2 separate regions of the Arachis hypogaea genome follow, and region 1 is linked to region 2. The links are chromatin contacts, called in public Hi-C maps. All regions are on one chromosome and are shown on one strand. The core of a region is the stretch at or near the end of the contact, and the rest is flanking DNA. Distances in the headings are between cores, read along the strand shown. Region 1 holds the start of LOC112764336. Region 2 holds the start of LOC112763006.

Region 1 (6,799 bases), core at 2,316-4,815, 140 kb before region 2:
AATAAAATACAAAAAACTACTAAAGAAAACTATATAAACTACTAAAGCAAGATATACCCTGGACTTAGATTTTGATAATAAAGTTCTAGAATAAGGAGTCCGGGGGAAGTTGTGTAGTCCATATCTGCTTCTTTGACTTTGTGGTGTTGCGTAAGCATCATGTGCTACTACACCAGGCCAACATGTTGATGTCTTTGCAAATGGTAATGGATCATAAAGTTTGATTGCAGATTCCTCACCACGTGATACTCTTCTTTCAACAGTTTGTATTATGCTCTTAGAACTGGGGCCTGCTTCAGTTGCACGTGAATCCATATATGCCTTAGCAATCTCAACAGGTGAGGCACCAAATTTATCTGGAACCTGGAGAGTTATTAATTTGATTGCCATATATACAAATAAATCGGATACAGAAAAGGACATGTTCTATGTAACTATGATAGATGCATATACAACTTGCAGTTACTATCAAATTCAATCTATTCCACCACACTAACATGGCAAACAAGAAAACTGATCTCAATTTTTCATTCTTGCCACAATCTAAGCTAAAAAAGAATGGGGTGATTAAAGGGAGGGTAAGTAATTTTAGAGAATAAAAAAATTATTTATGGTAATCATGTTTGGGAATTTAACTCAAAGGAATTGTAAAAACTCAAGGAATTTTGATAAAGAATTTCAATTAGCTAAAACAGGGGATTTCAATTTCCAGTTATAATGTGGGAATAAGAGTGTGTTTGGTTTGTGTTTTTATTTTCTATTTTCATTTCAGTATTTTCTGGTTTTAGAATTTTGTGAAGAAAAAAGAGAAAACAGGATGTGAAGACAGAAAATAAAATTTCACTGTTTTCACCATCTTTTCTTTTTCTTTTACAAAATCTTGATTCTTGAAAACAGAAAATATTCAAAATGAAAATGTAAACCAAACACACTGTTAGTTTCTCCTCCTCTCTGTCTCAATTAAAATTAATAAAAAATAAACTCAATTATATTAAATAAGGGAAAAACAAACTAATGGAAGTAATTTAAATACCTTACCTTTACAAAGGATTTTTATTAATGCAGGTAACATATTTATTCCATCCAAATGAAGAAGTTTTGCAATTGATGCACTTGAATTTCCATGCATTTGAAATTGCATGAAGTCATGAACTCTAAGAATATTATATCCAAACAAAACCTAAACAGATGAAACATACATATCCATACCATTTCACTGGTTTTAAAAACTGATAGATAAATGATGTGATTGGGAGGGGTACAAGATTAAATTATTTTAGTAATTGCTTATTTGTATTACCGTTTCTTCATATAATCAAAGAATCCATGTATATCTGGAACTCTGGATACTAACACTAAAAAGTGGTTTCAGGAAAATTTGTTTTGTTTGAATTGTATTAAAAACAAAAAAAGTTGCTTCTGTATGCCAAAATAAAAAGGTCTGGAATTTCGTTTATATCATGATATTTGATGTGTGGTCTATTTGGTAAGAACAAAACAATTCTAAAATAATCAGCCTCTATTAAAAAAGCTCCAAAAAGTTGCTTATAATTATGAGCTGCTATTTGGATTCAGATTATAAGCTTTTGATTATAATTTATATTCAATTTTAACCCAAATATATTGATTTTTCCAGAAATCCAGGTCAACTTTCCTTTAAAACAAAGTTGATTGCGCCTTTCCCAAGCATGCTCAAACATTCTTATGTTAATAGTTTACGATTATACTACAAGTATACTAAACACTAAAGTCTAGGGACACACATAGGCATAACAAATTTTGCATAACATAATATATGAGCAAAGGGATCAATCATAAACTAGTGTTGAATGTGAACAGCTTAAATGACAAATTGTAATACTTACATTTGACAGACCAAGAGGTGTTGGGCTTTCCCATATGGCTCCTTTTGACTCTTCATGTCTTCGTGCATCGGAAACCTTTAGAAACCGTTGGGAAATTGAAAATTCTTCATCGTGTTTTTGAGAAGTCAAATTAGCGTTCTGCTTTCCTTGTTCAACATTAGGAGGGTCCACTAGCCTTGAATTTAATAACTCCACCAAGCGGTTGAATTCATCTCTACAAGAGTGGATAAAAGATTTTTGGACAAGACATGTCGTGAGATAAGATACAACAAAGGCTTTCAGGGTATCTTTGGAAGGACGTGGAATGGAGAATAAAGTGAAAAATTATCATGTAGTCTTCCAATGCTGCAAAGATACCCGAAAGAAGCAGTAAATGCTATTGTTAACATGTTCTATGATGAGTGAGCACATGATGGAGGTAAGCTGAACCATCTGTTAAGCTTACTTGTGGCTTGGCTCATTTTTCTATAGCTTATACATTGTTCATAACTAGCTAATGCCATTATTCATATTAATGGCTACGTCAAATACTTGTGAGAAGAAGTTTCATAGCCCTAACCCAATTTAACAAAACAAGAGCATAGTAGAAAAATCTGAAATAGTAAGATCTGCTTCCTCAAATACCTAAATTGAGGGTTAATTTACATCAAAATTTTGAACTGAGAAATAACAGGCCTTTTAAATAAGATAATGACTACTTTGATCTAACACATGAACTTCCATAATAGAGTTATGAAATGAGCCCTTCAAACAAGCAAGAAATAAAATCCGGCAATATGAATTATTGTACCTAGAGAATTTGCTCCTTTTCACCAGTTGCTCAATATCAGAAAGCCCATTTTGCTCAGCACTTTCCTTCTGCGTCTGCCAAGATACGTCAGTACTTCTTTTCAGATTAAAACCGGAGTCACTAGTATCTGTCATTTTAGTTTTGTTGGCTCTGTAGGCAAGAAGGCAAAAAGAATCAAATTCAGTAATCTCCAACCAACTTTCAATTGGATACAGTTAATGTTAGTTGAGTTAGTGATAAGAACGGCATCGAAATACTTAGGCAAATGCGTATTGTTCTTGAAATAAAAATATTACGTGGCATCAAAGTGAAACTTAAAAAAAAATTGAATTGAATATAACATATGCATCAATGTTTAGGAAAAATCTTTCTTTTTTTTTTTTTCCTGAGCATAAAAGGGAATAAAATCCGAGAAAATAAATATTATTTGCAATCGCGAATTGCAAAAGCATCCACAATGCTTCAAAAGTAAACCGATCAACAAAAGCAGATTCTTCAGAGCATTCATCGAAGCTGATTCTAACACATTTAACAAATGAATAACAAACAAGAGCAATTTCAGAACAAAATTGAAGTATAAAAGTATAAAATTCTTTCAAAACGAACAAACAGAAAATGCAATAGTATCATTACCGACACCAAGAGGGAGAAAGAATGCCTTCGATGATCGTGCGGCTGCGGCGGTGAATGATCGTGAAAGGATAGGACCACCGCTTGCGTGGTGGTCCGTCGGACTCACCGGCGGAGGTTCGGAGCTTTCCGATCCGGCCGCGTGCACTGGGCTGAGGCTGTTCAACGATTCCTGATTTTCTAGGGTAACGGTGACAATGTTAGTGATTTCTCATTTTTAGGCTCAACACACTAACACAGGTAGTAAACTCTCCTTTTTTGTTTTTATTATTCTTTTCGTAAGTTTTAGTTTTTGGTCAGATTTCAATATTTCATGGAATAAGGCCTTTTTTTTTTCTTCATTTTTTCCCTTAAGGTGATATATATAAAAATACGAACACACAAAATCAGTGATTAAATAAATATATATTTATGTTTATATTTTTTATTTTATATATTTTTCAACAAATTATCACCTACAATTCTACAAAAATATTAAATATATTATTGTAAAACAATTAAATCCGCTACAATTGAATAATCAAGTTTTTATATAAGGTGAAAACGCAAGTGCAGTTGACTTCATGTGAAGTTGATAATTGAGAGCCGTTAGATGATTTTGACTGATTTGACTAAATTTTCATCTAACAGTTTCTCGACTATCAAATTCACATGAAATTTTGTTGTAAATATTACATATTGTGTGTGTATGTGAAAGAATAATTCACACAATCAAATTATTTGAAGATCAAAATTACAGCAATGTCTTGAAGTGAATTAATTTATATTTATATCCTAAAAATTAATAATCAATTAAATTTGATTTACGCTTTTTTAAGATAAATTAATTCGATTTACTATATATACTATATCAATAGTAAATTGAATCTAGTTGATTCAATTTATTACTTCTGCAGCATATACATATAAATTGAATTTAGTTGATTCGATTTAATACTGATATATACAGGTTATTAATATTTACTACTTTAAAATATAAATATTAATAAAAAAAATATCCTCAATTTGAATTCAAATAAAATATAAAAAAATCAAAATGAATAAGAATAGAAATTCAACTTTTGTGTTTTAGTTCAAATTTCAAAAAATCTACATTTTTATAAACTTATGAATGTAAATTAGAACATTAAACGATTTCTAAAAGTTTATTAAAAATCATCATTTGACTCATTAGCATATAAAAAATTAGGGTTAAGTACGATTTTGGTTCCTAAGATCGGGCTAAAAAATTTTTTTGTCTCCGGCCTTTTTTTTGCTACAAAATGGTCCCGAAAGTTTAATTTAGTTTTATAATTATCCTTTTTACTAAATTTTAAATTTTTATTTCGAAAATACCCCTAACTAAAACAAATAAAAAATAAAAAAAAGGAAAAGGAAAAGGTTAAAGGGAAGGGGAAAATGGGGGAAGAGAATCATGCTTCGTTTGGGGGGGGGGTTCAGGAAAGAAGGTGAGAAAGGGGAGGGGAAGCGCCGCTACTCCTTGCTGCCGCCGCCGCTGCCACTTTTCGCCGTTTGGTCACACTAACGAAAGAGGAGAGAGGTTCCAGATCTCACTCACACTAACAGCAAGAGAGGAGAGAACAGAGGAAGAGAGAAAGAGAAGAGGAGAGGAAGAGAAGAGAGGAACGGAGGCGCTGAGGAAGATCGTATCCAGCCACGCCCTGTCGTCGTCCTCATCGCGAACTGCCGTCGTCGGTCACCATCGAGCCATGTCCCGCCGCCACCGCTGGAGTGAGTCCCGTCGATGCCAGTAGAGCCGCGAGGTTGGACGGTCGTCGATGCTCCTCGCCGGACGCCAGCAGATCTATTGGTGTTTCATTGTTATTGCTTCAGCTTTCTGCTTCTGCTTTCTGCTTCTACCTTCTGCTTCTACTTCTGCTTCTATTTTTGCTTTTGTTGTTGCTGTGATTCCATTATCCATTGTTGTTGTTTCATTGTTGTTGATTTTGGTTCTGTTTTCTGCTTCTGTTTTTGCTTCTGCTTTTATTGTTGCTGTGATTCCATTATCCATTGTTGTTGTTGTTGATTCTACTTCTGCTTTCTACTTCTGCTTCTGTTTTTTCTTCTGCCTCTGCTTTCTGGTTGATTTTGGGGAAAAAGGGAGAAGGGTATTTTTGTCCAAATGACGTTTTTAAAACTAAGTTAAACCTTCGGGACTATTTTATAGCAAAAAAAGGTTGGGGACAAAAAAAAATTTTAGCCCCTACCTTAGGAACCAAAATCGTACTTAACCCAAAAAATTATTATCGAGACTTTTAATATTAAAAAATTAATCTAAAATAGGAGTTATAACTTGAATTTTTTTTCAAAATCAGAAGTAACATATAGTTATACAATATATAATGACCAACTATATTTATATAATATATAATTTGTGAAATAATTAAAATACTATATTAATTAAATTATCATTTAATTTGTGAATTAAGTATATAACTTATTACTTTGATGACGTTATCCAAGTTTAAGTTAGAAATAACATCATCAAAGCAACAAGTTATATACTTAATTCACAAATTAAATGATAATTTAATTGATATAGTATTTTAATTATTTCTCAACTTACATATTGTATAAATATAGTTGGTCATTATTAGGGGTGCCAAACGGGCTTAAACCCGCCGGGCTGGCCCGCATAACCTGCCAAAAAAGACGAACTGGGTTGGAAATTTGAGACTGTAACACCCTACCACACAGAGCATTACACCTAGGATGTAATAGAGAGGTGATGAGGCGCTACGACCTCTAAAATAAAGTGTGTACCTATAATAGTAAAAAGAATATAATAAACTAGGAGCCTTGAAAAATGGGTAAAACAAAATCGCGAAATAAAAAGCGCAATGCTCTGGAAACGGAATAACTTACGTGTGAAGAAAACAATATCTATCAAACATAAAATAATAAAAGTAGGAATAGAGAGACAAAGATACAAAATAACAAGCTCCTAACTCAGCCTGCGAAGTCAAGGCTGGCCAGAGAATACTTACACACACACACACACACAACCCAAATGTACATAAACAAAATCCTGTCTCTCCATAAACCTCTAAGAGGATAAAAAGAACAAGTTATGTGGAGAGTAATCTAAGTACATATAAACATACATCACTGTGCAACAAAATAGCCCAGTAACCACTTTGCTTCAAGAGCCCAGACGCCTAATGAGACACCTCTCGACCTGCATCTGAAAAACAACAACATATTATGAAATGAGAACCAGGGGTTCTCAGTATGGTAAGGGTGCCACACACATAATATATAAGGCCTTGGGAATGCCAGAGGCAATCCTAGAACGCCGACACTCAGATTATAGAGCTTAAAGTTTTAAACAGAAGCCATAAAATGGTGGTTTTCTAAGAGTATCTAAACCTAAATTAACTTAACCTTAAAATCTAAGTCCCATACTGCCATTCCTCCATACATCCATCTCTGTCAGCACTTCACAGACAAATAAGCAGGTAAAGACAAGCACAATAATGTTACAAATACTGCAGGTAACACATATACATTTAAC
Region 2 (7,744 bases), core at 2,220-4,719:
AAGTTCAATCATCCCTTTCTCCAATACTGGAACCATCTGCTTTCTCCAATGCTTCATCATCTATCAACTTGCCATCCACCACAGTCTTTGTGGCGTCTAGCTTACCAGCATCAAAATCGGGAAACAAGACCCTCATTTGTGACACAGCTCGGTCAAACCCCTGAGCGAAAGATTCATAAATCTCATTCTCAAGCTCGCCCAGCCGAGCAACCAGTTGCTCATTGTGTATCTTCAACTCGCTTATCTCCTTATTTGTTGACTCCTGCTGACTCCTTGCATCTTCCAATTCCGACCTTTGGGACTTGAGAGATGAGGTAAGTTCCTTCACTTTTCTCTCTTTCTCTTCAGTTATTTTCGTTAACTCAGCAACAGTGATAGTATCCTTCTTCCCTGCCTCAAAAGAAAGTTCTTGTGTTCGTCCAATAGACACAAGACGAGCACCAATAACCTGAAAATAAAGCCAACTAATGATTAATAAGGTAAGCAAAGAAATAAAGAATTATACAGAAAGACCTCCCGGTACCTGCAAGAAGCGACTAACCCCCGAAGGACCAACCTTGTTGATCATCTCCACATCAACTGGAAACTGACCAAACTGTTCAGCCAAAGTCATAAAAGGGAACAACTTACTCCAGAGTGACTTTGCATGATCATCGATTGAATACCCATGAAGAACCTTTTGTGACTCATAAGCTGATTCCACCAAATCGAACCTGACATCATCTTCATCCTTCGCTTCAGAAGCCTTAACCGCACCCCTTTTTCTTTTCCCTCTAGACTTCAAATCAGATTGCACCGCACCAGTGACAACCTCCTTAGGGACATTGGTGGTAGAACCCTCTTTTTCATCCTTCTTCCTTTGATTAAAAAATAACTTCAACCCAGCTGTTGTGATAGTAGGAACCTTCTCCCCTGCATTAGGAAACCAAAAACACATATATTAGCAAAAAAAAACAAATTACACGAAACTAAACACAAACATTTCCAAAACTAGTCTATGTTACCTAGGTAATCCAACACGGCTTGCTCATCCGTGTCCCACTTCAATAATTCTACAACAGACAATAACTCCCTACTCTCCATTTCAGACACTAAAAATTCTAACAAAGCCTGTTCACTAGGAAGCCTATCTTCAACGTCCAGAACTTGGTTAGGCTCCGGACACCAGGAAATAGGAAATCTCCCTTCCAAATTTTCATCAAGATAAAAAGGGAACAGGCCCGCGGCAGCCCTAACCTTGACAAACATATTCTTAAAATATTTAAAAGAAGACTTATACAGAGCAAACATTGATCTACCAGGGTGGCTACTTAAGTTCACCCACAGCCCTCGCCGGACACCTTTCGCCTGAAACAGAGAGAAGAACACCCTCAAAGATGGCGGCTGTTGAAGTACCGCCATCAAAACCTCAAATGCTCTCACAAAACCCCACGAGTTGGGATGCAATTGCGACGGAGCGCAGTTCAACCAAAATAGCACGCCACATTGAAACTCAGAGAAGGAAAATCGTACACCTAGCTCCGTTAGAAGACAACTATACACATAAAAGTAGGACTCATCATTTAAATACTCACAAACACGATCGTCTTTCCCACACGACAAGATTTCGATCTTAATATCACTCCCCTCCCTGATCCAGACGTCTGATCCTAATAACTCCACTGACTTGGCATCATTAAAAAACGATTCAAAGGATTTCACACTATCATCCACCCAGCTACATAGGTCACTGTCGACGACTTTAACAAGGGGCTTCTCCATTTTTCTAACACAAAAACAATATTACAGCAACAAAAACAAGAAGGACAATCAAGAGACATGCACAAAACAAAGGTGACAAGCACTCACCTTTCTTAGACATTTTTTTTCAGAAGGAGGGAAGAAGTAGCGGCTTTTCAAAAAAGAAACAAGGAAGAATATTTTACATAAAAAACAAAATTTAAGACACAACAAACGGTTGACATTTTCAACCCCATTTCCACTCTTTATCACAGCCATTCAAATTTAAATCAATGGATGGGGGTACATTGAGAAACGTGCAAACAAGCCACATCAATTAAATGCTAGTGGGCGCGAGAATCAAGGAGCCACGTTTAAAGGGGTTACGCCAAAATTCAAGTGTTACTAAACCTTAGCTAATAGGTCGGAAAGAGACCAACCTTGGGGGCTTACGGACTACGTTACAATATTGGAAAGGCCGAGGTCATAACAAAAGCTTGGCCTATTTCCTCCCCAACCTTTTTTCAAACAAGGCCAAGCTTGGGGGCTGTGGTATGGACCATTAACCTCGGCCCAAGATATCAGAAATCACGATGAGCACGTGCCCTATAACTCGGCAAGGAATCACGTCCAACAAAACGTTCTAAAAATCAAATATAACAAACACATCGGATATGGCCGAGGATATCTCGGAAAACAAGTACTCAACCGCACAAAAATACCATTTTAAAAAGGACCTCCAAGAGATGGGAAGGGCGGAGTGAAACAAAGAGAACGATCACTAGAAAAGAGTAGAAGAAAGACTTTATAACTGTTTTTGCTTATACTTCAATTTCCTTTCTGACTTGAGCGTCGGAGAACTTTTTGCAGGTGCTCTCCCGCCGGTGATTGGAAGGTCGACCCACCTATAGCTTCGGCCGAAGATCGTAAATTAACTGGACGACCTATAGCTCGGCTAGACTCTCTTGAACGACCTATAGCTCGGTTAGATCATCCCGGACGGAACAATAACTATATTTGAAAAGTTTGATGATACACTTCCAACCATCCTATCATAAAAAGGGTATTGGAGGGTGTTGATAAACATGGTGATCATTTTTTTTCAATAATTGGAGGTTCTACCTGTGCAACAATTTCTCTCCATCTTTGAGCATACTCCTTAAAAATTTCACCTTTTTTTTAGTCATGTTCTGCAAGTAAAATCTATCAGGAGCCATGTCAATGTTGTATTTGTATTGCTTTACAAAGGCATCCGCTAAATGCTTCCAATTCTTTATGTGAGATGGTTTCAAGTGTGCATACCAGTTAGATGCAGCCCCTATTAAATTGTCTTGAAAACACTGGATCAATAATTTTTCATCTAGTGCGTATGAACCCATCTTTCAGCAATACATGGTTAAGTGGTTCTTTGGACAAGTGGTCCCTTTGTATATGCCAAACTTTGGGATTTTGAATTTTGGAGTTAACACAACATCACGAACTAAGCAAAATTTTTTACCTTCCATAAGACCATAACTGTTTACCCCTTCTATGGCTCTTAATCTTTCTTCCAAAATTTTAAATTTTTCTTTGGATCATGAAGATGAAGCAATCAGCAGAAGTTTGAATAGGAGAAATTATCCCATTATTGAGTGTTTGAGAATGAACTCCCACCATTGCACTGCCTGGCATGGCTTCACTGATAGGATGGACAATATTGAAAATATTCTGTGTTGTTGCAACATTATCAAAGTAAGTGACAGCAATGGGATGTACATACCCAGGGAGAAGACCATACATTGGCATTGATGTTGGAAAACCTTGGTTGATAATAATCTCTTGAGATGCATCATTAGGTGGGTACTCCAGCACATTTCTTCGTTCTTCGCCTATTACTACAGGAATTCCATTTGTACTCATTGTTTGCAATGACTCCAAAATTTTTGCTATTTGCTTTTTCATCTGATTCATTTCTTCTTTGATTTCTTCTTGTGCATGTCCTAGTTCATCCATGATCTTTGACTGCGAGCGAGTTCGATAAGGATGTTGTAGCGACAATTTTTCTATTTATTTAAATGTATTAAATGATATGCGAATGCCAATGCAAATGAAAAGATAATAAGTAAATCAGGAAATCATGCATGTATTATTATGAAACCCAAAATTACATATCATTATCTTTTCTTGGAAGGTAAAACATTCAAATTGGTACAACTAAATAGTCACCCAAGTACAAATAATTTTATTTTTAGAAGGACTTTGCTATCAGTAAAATTTCCTTATATGATTCAACTATTTTACTAATTCTGACAATAATTTTTGTATCTCCCTAGGTGGTAATTTGGCCTTAGCTTCTTACACTTCTTTAGCTTTCTTCCTAGCATGACAAGTAACATCTCTGATATCTTTCAACAAAATGGCAATCCCTTGCTCCATCTTTGTATACATTCTTCTCTATTTTTCATATGTTGTGGCAAAATCTTCAATATTATTTTGTAGTTTTGCATTTTTACTCTCCAACAAGGTAGTGAGATCATTGTCAACTCTCAACCTATGATTCTTTTTCATTACATCTTGACGTAAACTTTGTATTTCAGTATTACATGATTTTAAAGCTTGGTCATTTTCTTGCAATATTCTTTTCAAGAAATGGTATTTTTCTTTTAACTTTGCAAATTTAGTTTCCATGATCCTAGCTCTTTTTCTTTGCTCAGTTACCTCATTTGTCGCTTTTTCCAGACGGTGACTTAGATCAACCTTTTTTCTTTTTCATTGTTCAATAAGCATTGTTTTTTTCTCTTCTAACTGTCTGAAAGCATCTTCATATCTATAGTTTGCTTCTGCTTTATAATGTATAGGGTCTTTAAACGTGCATTGGAAGCTAGAGTCCAATGATCACAGGAGCCTTAAACCCTTTACCTCTGTTAGCTTGACATAATGGATATCCAGGAGTAGTGCCTAATGTTGGTACGCCAGATTTTACATATCTAACATCTTTCCAATCAGTAATGATTTCTTTGACCTTACATGCTGTGTTAAGAATCTCGTACGTAAAATACATATCAAGGAGATCATGGGTCATAGGGATGAATTAGAGAGAGCCTACTTGTCTTTTGACCAGTGCAGGAGCATAGCTAGTGACACTCCAAGGACCGACAGGTGAACCCAGGGTTTATTCCTGCAACAATAAATCGTATACGTTAAAGGAAGCCAACTCATGCGCCAGATGACATCCTGTATCCTCAAAAAGAAATTTACCCATTGATCTTGGATTGGTGACTGATAGAACCATCTTACATTATTATGCTCGTATAAAGGAATCTTAAATCCAGTATACTTATTACATTTGATAATGGGATATCCAAATTCTTCTAAGCCAACGAGATGAATGATCATCCAAACGATGAGCAATTGGGAGCAACCCTAAAATTTGCTCTTAGGGTGATGTCGGCAATGGTTAAGCGATCTAATGGCTTCTGATAAAATAGCCAAACTTGGATGTACACCATGAGTTATTTGATCGAATAGCTTTATCACATGTCTATCTACTTGACCTCTAACTCTTGGAAATACCACGAGACCATTGATAGCTAATGTGTACATTGTCAATCCCTTGTCATCATCAATATGACTCTGTATATACTGGAAAAGAAAACTTGCATCCAAATTTTGTCCATCGATCCTCATGATTTTCAAGCTTTTTGGCATGAATCCGCATAAGTTGTGATAAAGCTCGCTTAGGTGTCTTTTTCTGGTTATAACAATAAATTTTAGGAACATTTTTTTATTCAATAACTTGGAGTATTCCTCGATAGTTGGTGTCAAATCGAATTGATTGAATGTGAAACACTGATATGAGGGATCCAAAAATTGGAGTATAGCCCTTAGCAGTTGAGTATCGATAGGAATGAAGAGGAGACAAGGAATATCTCCAAACTTTTCAACAAAACTCTTCTTGCCTTTTCATTTGAGACCATATTTACTTAATCACTGTTAAATTATTTGACTCAAAATCACATTTTTCATCATGAAGCAATGCAATTTCAATCCTAAGAGGTAGGTTGTCTCCTTTTTCTTTTTGTGTGCGCTCTGACAATTGTACGACCACTCTTTTTTTTTCGGTGACTATATTAGTTGACCCAAAAATGTTACTGTTATCCATGTTGAAAATTTGATGATATCTTTGCAAAATTGGACAATGTATATGCAATAAATGAGAAAGCATAATTAGCATTTAAGAAAATGGCAATAAAAATCATTCAAAGAAATGCAAAGATTTAACTCCTAAAGAAAGGTTCTAAGATTGTATATATAATGTGAGAGTGTTGGCTCTAGACTCCTTATTAGGTCCTCAAATTTTTCTACTGACGGCAAAACATTGGCTAGTGGTATACAATTTTTTCATACAGAAAAAAAGATGTTAAATTTGAGTGAGAGATTTTCATGTGCTTATACGAAAACTGAAGGTTTCACAAAGCATCACCACTTATCACTCTATCTAACCTATGGGTATTGAGCTCGAGTTTAGAGTTTGTGAGTGTGTTAAAAACAAGAACAATTTATGTGCAAATAATATAAACCCGAATTATAGACAAGATACTCAAGGTAAAAAATAAAAAATAAAAGAAACACCAACGATTAATAATCAAATTTAAGTAAGAACAATCACTGTACAATTGTTGAGTCAAAATTTGATATGATACCTTATGATGAAACATAAGTAACTATTTGCTATTATAACTAACCATTATGATGATAAGTATTGTAGAAATCAATCAAGAATAATAATCAAGGTAGCTGAAATTGTGCTATATCAACACATTAAAGAGTATATCATTGAGGAAGATAGCAGTCTATGTTTGGACCGATTATGCACAATCAAGACAACAATCAAAGCTCTCCAAAATAATATCATAATCATAAAGAGCTTCTGCATGTTAAATTGAAGGATAAAAAAGGAAAGATCCCTCCTTCAACGCCAATGGCCTCAAGCATAAATGGTGCAACGGCTAGTTGATGTAAAAAAAAAATGTTTTTTTTACATTAAAGAAGAGATATGAAGTTCTATATGTTGATGAATTATCAATGAAGAAGGAATCATTTTCATGCATATCGAAGACTATAAAAAATATTCTTTACTTTTTTTTTAGTGTGTTTTTACTTCTCTTTTTTCTAGATTTAAGCTTACTTTGAGAGATACAAAAAAGACAAAGAGAGTATTTCGTACAAAATCTATTTAACCTTTAATTAAGAGTTTTGATTTCGAAAGTGTGCTGGGTTAGAGACTTAGAGTGCACTTGGTTTTTCTTAACTAGGTTAGGTTAGCACTTAGGTGATTTACTAAATTGGGGATAGTTTAGATGGTTTATAAGAGTAGTATGAGTCTCTTGGAATTGGTTATTTTAATCTGTCTTGATTACAGTGGAAATTCTACCATTGTTGTGGTAAAGACTGGACGTAGATCACATTGCACTTCGTGGCTGAACTAGGATATATCGAGGCATCACTCTTCTCCTTCCCTGTTTTTTGCATTTTTTGTTCTGCATAATCAAGAGACAAAATTGCAAATAATCTTGTAAAACCAGAATTCTGCATAACTTGTTTATTCAAGTCTAAAAGTGGTTCCTTGATTTAACCACCCTTCTCAACTCACTTGGGAACCTTCAATTGGCATTAGAGCTTAGGCTCAAGCGGCAAGCTTCACAGCTTGGAGTTAACGATCCATGGCAAACAGCATTGTTGCGTTCACTCTAATTATCACAGCCCAAAATGAGTCATAACCGGCGCTCAGGAAAATAATCCTATAGCAAGCCTAATATACTCAAATATAAATTGAATAAGAAAGTTGCAAATATTTTACAAGTTCTAAAATAAATAGTTATACATTTTTAACAAAAATTAAAATAATTAAGAATGGTTGGACCCTGTGTCATATAGAGCATATTTACATCTAGGAACTTGTCAATGAATAAGTACTCATTGCAGATCGTTACATCTTGAATAGAAAGTCTCACATAGACACGTAATTGTTCCTGAAAAATATTTT

What was found. A called contact is a pair of places that touch in the nucleus more often than the background predicts.
Region 1: a contact with region 2 is called in a Hi-C map of leaf, with 2.5 times the contacts expected there. The contact joins the promoter of LOC112764336 here to the promoter of LOC112763006 in region 2. A contact is called at or near these places in 2 of 8 Hi-C or Micro-C datasets (both in leaf).

The regions. Positions count from the first base shown.
Region 1 is chr17:23,372,541-23,379,339 of arahy.Tifrunner.gnm2.J5K5, reverse strand. LOC112764336 reads right to left here and starts at 3,565. Exons shown (of 7, transcript XM_025809895.3): 1 at 3,289-3,565; 2 at 2,656-2,805; 3 at 1,866-2,079; 4 at 58-356. The coding sequence starts at 1,899.
Region 2 is chr17:23,233,664-23,241,407 of arahy.Tifrunner.gnm2.J5K5, reverse strand. LOC112763006 reads right to left here and starts at 3,469. Exons shown (of 3, transcript XM_025808786.3): 1 at 1,005-3,469; 2 at 524-912; 3 at 1-448. The coding sequence starts at 1,761. The coding sequence ends at 5.